Linked DNA regions of Macaca mulatta: region 1 is linked to region 2. The links are chromatin contacts, called in public Hi-C maps. All regions are on one chromosome and are shown on one strand. Each heading gives the region's core, a stretch centred on a gene start, on an enhancer-like site or on the middle of the called end of the contact. The rest is flanking DNA. Distances are from core to core; before and after follow the strand shown. Region 1 holds the start of YRDC (yrdC N6-threonylcarbamoyltransferase domain containing). Region 2 holds the start of MTF1 (metal regulatory transcription factor 1).

Region 1 (2,917 bases), core at 377-2,876, 54 kb before region 2:
GACACTGTTCTTACCATAATCTTTCCTATTATTATAAAGACAATAAGAAAAAAACACCAATTCTCCCCCTGGCTTTTCAGACTTTGAGACAAAATCAAATTCCTTTAATTTATATTGCCCCCCACCGCCTCCCTGCCAGCTGGGAAACCTTTCCACTGTTGGCCCAAGGACTCTCACGCCTGGCAATCCCAGTGCACTATCAATGCCACTGATTCACAGGAAACAGTGTTTGGGCTGGTGACATTTCCAGGGGAAGGACTGGGTAAACTCACCTCGACATTCAGAGAACTGGCCTGGGAGCTGAGGTTGGCGCTAGTGAGAGCAAGCGGACCCTCAAACATCTGAGCCAAGTCTTGCATAAAGGCATGATCAGGAATCCGAATGCCTACAAGCTATAAGGCAGGGGGAAGGGGATCATGAGAAAGGTTGGAAGGGGTAGAGGGTAAGTCTGATCTGGATCCTAGTGAAAGCCAAGTGGCCTGGAGTCTGGAAACACAAGAGAAAACTTGACTCACAGGCGTAAAAGGGTTTAGGTCCTTGTTGAGCTCCTCCGAGCGTTCCATCACCAGGGTCACTGGTCCTGGCAGTAGGTCTTTCAGGAGCCCCTCGGGTACTCTCACACGGCAGTATCTGGGAAACACAGGAGCATAAATCCATTCAAAATGAAGGACCACTGGTGGTCCTTTCCTAGACTCTAGGCACACGTAGGAAAGGAATCCTTCAAGTTTACAATGGGAGCCGCCTGTCTCCCTGCTTCACTTCCCTAAGAGCTTGAGCAGAAAGCAGGGCTCCAGAGGGGCACCCCTGGCTTGGCGCCTATGTGCCTCTGGTCTGAGGGACTACAACAGCTGCACCGCTGTGCTACCGTGATAGTGGGTGGGATCAAGCTCCACGTTTTATTTTCTACAAGGCATTCGCTATTAAATTAAGCTACTGTGTTTCTTTCCTTTTTTCCTGGGGGCCTCCCCGATTAGTACAAATGCGCCAAGGGTACAGGGCCCCCGCCTTTCTCGTGTGTTGCTGCCTCTCAGCAGCATGTAGTTCAGGGCCTGGGGCACGTTAAGTCCTCGGTACACACTTCCAGTTCCGGATTCCTTGGTAAGCCTGGACAAGCCCCTCCCGCTCTCTGCGCCTCAGTCTCCCAAGCCTGTCACCGGAAACCCCTCCCGCGGTGCCGCCCCCAGCGGGGCCGGGTCGGGGCGGCCTCACCTGTAGACGTCGGCCACGCGGCCGAGGCATACGGCCAGAGGCTTAGCCTCGCTGCGACCCTTGAGGCGGTACACAGCGCGCAGAGCCGCCGAGCAGCTCGCCGCGCAGGCCAGACCGTATAGCGTATCGGTGGGGACGGCCACCACGGCGCCGGCGCGCAGCTCGGCCACGGCGGCCCGCAGCGCCTCGGTCCAGCCGGCGCGCTCCGGGCTCGCGGCCTGCACGGCCCCGCTCCCCGGGAGCCGCAACAGCCGGGCCCCGGGGGCCGCCGGAGCGGGGCTCGGCGGGCGGAAGAGGCGGCCGCTCCGGGAGCCAGCGGACCCCTCGCTCAACCCCACGCTGGCAGCCACCGCGGCCCTCATCCCCCTGCACCGACGCGCCGGAGACATCCGCCCAGGCCCGCTTCCGGGAGGAAGTGACGCTCCCAGCCAGCTTCCGGTCCGGGAGACTCGGCCCCACCTCTGCGCCGGGCAGCTTAAAGGGACCACGACCCCCAGGAGGATTGAAGGAGACCGGTGGGGACGGGGCGGGGCCCGGCCTTGCGGAGCCCTAACACAGCGCTGGGGAGGGGGGCGGCCGAAAGGGGGGCGGTGGTCGGGCCGCGCAAGCGGAGATGGAATGGGGCCCGGGCTCAGACTGGTCACGGGGGTGAGAGGGGGCCCGTCGGGGCGGGGGGAAGGGGCTCGGCCCCGCGCAAGCGCCGGCCCTGACCGTCTGTCTCTTGCTCGGGCAGGGAGGCTGCCGGCGTGGACCGCGGGAAGGCGGGGCTGGGGCTCGGCGGGAGGCCACCCCCGCAGGCGCCCCGGGAGGAGCGCGCCCAGCAGCTGCTGGACGCGGTGGAGCAGCGGCAGCGGCAGCTCCTGGACACCATCGCAGCCTGCGAGGAGATGTTACGGCAGCTGGGCCGCCGGCGCCCGGAGCCGGCTGGTGGCGGGGTTAGTGCCCACCCTGGGCTGGGCCGGGGTGGGGTGGGGTCTGCCCACTGGCTAGGCTGGCCAAGCCCTAGCTTACCCTGGAGAGGGGAAGTATCTCTCCACTGCTTTGTCCCTAACCTCCGTTGATGTGGTGAGAGGTTTCGAAAAAGTTAATACTATCCAAATGCCAAATGGCCATATCCTTGTGGGGCCTAATCCAAGGCCTTTCCTCCCAGCCTCACTTTTTTCCTTTCTGTTCCAACTAGAACGTCTCAGCCAAACCCGGAGCGCCCCCGCAGCCGGCTGTCGCCACCAGAGGCGGCTTTCCAAAGGATGCTGGCGATGGAGCTGCGGAGCCCTGACCATCCCCAAGCCGGATGCCCTGACTTCTCTCCCTCCCCAGGGCCGATGGCTGGACTCTGAACAACTCCCTTCAGTAAAGGGGCCAGTCTTCACTGGCAGTGGCTGGTACTTGGCTGGCTCTCAGCCTGGAATGGCAGCTCTGCTAGCAGCTGGGTTCACTCCCACTTCATCCTGGCTGGAAGCAGTGCTGTGCTTTGAAATGTAGCCAATGAATACCCAGTCTGATTACCCAGATTTGGGCAGACCAGCAGTGCTCGCCAGAGTGGTCTGGCCTGCTATGGGGGATCCAGGTGATGTTACATGTCCATTTCATGCTTTGGGGGCTTTTAGCCCCACAAAACACCTTCAGCAGAGCCTTGATTAAAAGGAAACCTGCAGACTCTCCTGGTGACCGACGTTTCCTTTCTGTCCCCTCCCTCTCCAAGACTGAT
Region 2 (2,910 bases), core at 177-2,676:
GTCAAAATATTTAAAGGGGACAAAAGAGCAAACAGAACAGTAGCTGCTTAAAGGCTGAGTTGCTACAAATCTTAAGAGAAACTCCACTCAAATGCCCTCCAAATCAGACCACGAAGCAGTAAATGGTTTCATGTAGTTTATGGTAGAAGGAGCAAGGCTTTGGAGGCAGAGTCATCTACCTACAAATCCTGGCTTTGCCTTTTACTACATGGGTAACTTTTCTGTGCCTCATTTTTCTTATGTGCAAGGTGGGACTAGTAATTCCTGTTCTCTCAAAGTTTTTATAAGGAATAAAAGAGGCAACATATGTAAAGCACAATGTTTGGTAAATAGTAGAGGAACAAGTGTGAATTTCTTCCCTCCTACCTAGAACAGATGTTTCAACCTTCTGGGTTGAAGGGCTAATCCCCAGTCAGGCACAAACAATGAAGATCACTGTATCTATTTATGTCCAATATGGTGTTAACAAGAAGTTATGGTTGTATAGTGGGCTCTCGTCCCTGAATGAATTGAGTCTTATTATTTTTGTTTCTACAGCCCCTAGCATAGTACACTGACACAAATGTCAGCTAAATGAATGAAAGACATGGCGACATACTCTCTCGTGAAGATATACTATCTTGGGAAGATACATTCTCTTGAGAAAAATACCACATTTGAAGCTTTCATGTTCTGGAATAGTGATTCTTCCTTCATCTGCAAACACAGGCTCTACAAATGTGGGTCTGGCAGGCAGAACAGAAAATTTTAAAATAATCAGCACATCCCTTTTAGTTTTCAGTCTGGCTTTGCATTTTATCTTTCTCTTCTGCTCTGGGTTAGAAAGTGAGCCTTTACTTAGTGGGGTGGCTAGACAGTTACCAGAAACAGGCCAAAGAATCGGATCCGGGAGGTACCGGCCCGACCCCTAGTTCTGGCTTACGCAACCCCACAGATGTACATTTCGCTGCATCTGAGAAGAGAGAAGAGAGCACCGAGGACCCCAGTGGGCTGCCCGGGCACCCTCGGCGGCAACGCGGAGACCAACTGTCCGGAACAAACAAGACCAGGAGGTTTGAAGGTAGCCAACGAGGAGTGCGAACGGAGCCCCCTTGAGAGAAGGCTGGGAAAAGGAGCCTGTCTGGGATAGCCCCCAGCACAGCGCTACACAGAAAAACCCGAAGACAAGCTGGGGGTCTCCAAGCACCGAGGAGAGGGGCAGGGTCCGGGTCTCCATGGAAACAGGAAAGGGGGGCTGGATACCCATCCCCATGGAAACGGAGAAGGGGTGGGGTCCCTATGGTGACCAGACTGAGGTCTCTATTGGGAAATGCTTCAGGAGGGAGCCTAAGTCCCGCGCCCCCCGGTAAGTCCCAAGCCCAGGCCAAGTCTAGTTTCGCCTTTTACCTCCGCGGCTCCCGGCAACGGCGGCAGCAGCAGCTTCTCCCCTCCCCAGCGGCACCATGATTGCCCCCACCTTCCCCTAACGTCACTTCCGCTTCCGCTTTCCGGAGGAAGGAGGGGACAGCGGATCCGCCCCTCCCTGGCGCCTCTGGTTGGCTCAGGTTGTCAGGGGGCTGAGCTGCAGCCTCCAATTGGCGAGCGGGAGGGGCGGGGCGGGGCACCGAGGGGAAGGCGCCCAGAAGGTGAGTTTATTCGCGTGGGGAAGCGCCCGGGGTGTCACGGGCGGCCCGCAGGGTGTCGCCCTCGCGGCACTGGAATCAAGGAGAAGGGAACGAATCCCCAAGGAAGGATCCGAAATGTCCTCAGCCAGGTTTGCGCTGCCCGCCCTCGCCCTGGCAGCCACAGCAGCAGCGGGAAGGACCACAGTTGGCAGTCGGAACCCTGGCTCCAACCCGCCAGGGGAGCCTGGACGACCGCGACGTGCCCAGGTTTCTCCCGCCGGGGCCTCGGCCTTCCCTTCAGCACCCATCAAAGTTAACACAGACGGGAGGCCCAGAAAGGAAGACAAGACCCCAAAGGCAGAACTAAGAGTATTCTGAGCCCAGCTAGAGAGGACGCCACCGCCTCTTCCCTTCTCACGCGCTTGCCTAGGACGCCCAGCTGTCTTCTCACACTCTGGCCCAGGCTGGCGGTCCCAACTTTCTTCCCCTGCAAGAGGACGCAGCTTCGGCGGGACTCATGCCCGGGCCAGTTAGCGCCACCTACCGGCCACTCCCTTCTTTAACCTTTCACATTGTTCTGCTGGCCCGTGTCTTAAACCCATTTTACAGTGCCCAGTAGTGGGCATTCGTACCCAGGAAGCGATTCTGCATGTGCCTTCGTTATGCCCCTGTCCTTTCCAAATGCCTGGAGGATCTAGCTGTTAGATCCTCCCAGCTGCCACTGCCTGTTTTAACCATAAGCTGCTTCTCTCGAATATTCAGAGTGGGACAACTCCAAAGACTAGACCAGGGGTCAAGGGGTTCAGGCCAGTGCCATAACCATTTCTTGCTGGAAATATGTGAATAGTGACCGGTACCCACCAGACTGCCAGGAATATATCTCTTTGGCCCCAAGGCTTGAGCCACAAAGTCCAGCTGCAGCGAACTGCCGTCTCTTAAGAGAGAAAAACATATACAACCACCACTGTTAAAAATACATTTATCATTAAAATATATTACACACGGAGACGGGAAGCATTATATACAGTTTGGAAGACTTGCTGACCCAGAAAATCCCACTTGTTTCACCGAACACTCATTTTTTCAGTGATTTTACATTTTTAGAGACGGGGTCTCCCTCTCTCACCCAGGCTGGCGTACAGTGATGTGTTCATAGCTCACTGCAGCCTCAAGCTCCTATGCTCAAGTGAGCCACCCCACGTCAGCCTCCCAAGTAACGCACCACAGGTATGCATCACCACACCCAGCTAATTTTTTAAAAATGTTTTTGTAGAGATGGGGTCTCCCTGTGTTGCCCAGGCTGGTC

The links. Hi-C and Micro-C count contacts between places; a contact is called where the count stands out from the background.
Region 1: a contact with region 2 is called in a Hi-C map of liver, with 4 times the contacts expected there. The contact joins the promoter of YRDC here to the promoter of MTF1 in region 2. A contact is called at or near these places in 3 of 14 Hi-C or Micro-C datasets (CD4 T cells, cortical neurons and liver).

Annotation. Positions count from the first base shown.
Region 1 is chr1:202,980,477-202,983,393 of T2T-MMU8v2.0, reverse strand. YRDC (yrdC N6-threonylcarbamoyltransferase domain containing) reads right to left here and starts at 1,626. Exons shown (of 5, transcript XM_002802325.4): 1 at 1,210-1,626; 2 at 516-630; 3 at 273-392. The coding sequence starts at 1,598. C1H1orf122 (chromosome 1 C1orf122 homolog) reads left to right here and starts at 1,487. Exons shown (of 3, transcript XM_028835796.2): 1 at 1,487-1,724; 2 at 1,943-2,144; 3 at 2,390-2,870. The coding sequence starts at 2,097. The coding sequence ends at 2,485.
Region 2 is chr1:202,926,036-202,928,945 of T2T-MMU8v2.0, reverse strand. MTF1 (metal regulatory transcription factor 1) reads right to left here and starts at 1,426. Exons shown (of 11, transcript NM_001257795.1): 1 at 1,387-1,426. INPP5B (inositol polyphosphate-5-phosphatase B) reads right to left here. Exons shown (of 25, transcript XM_015135734.3): 25 at 2,567-2,910.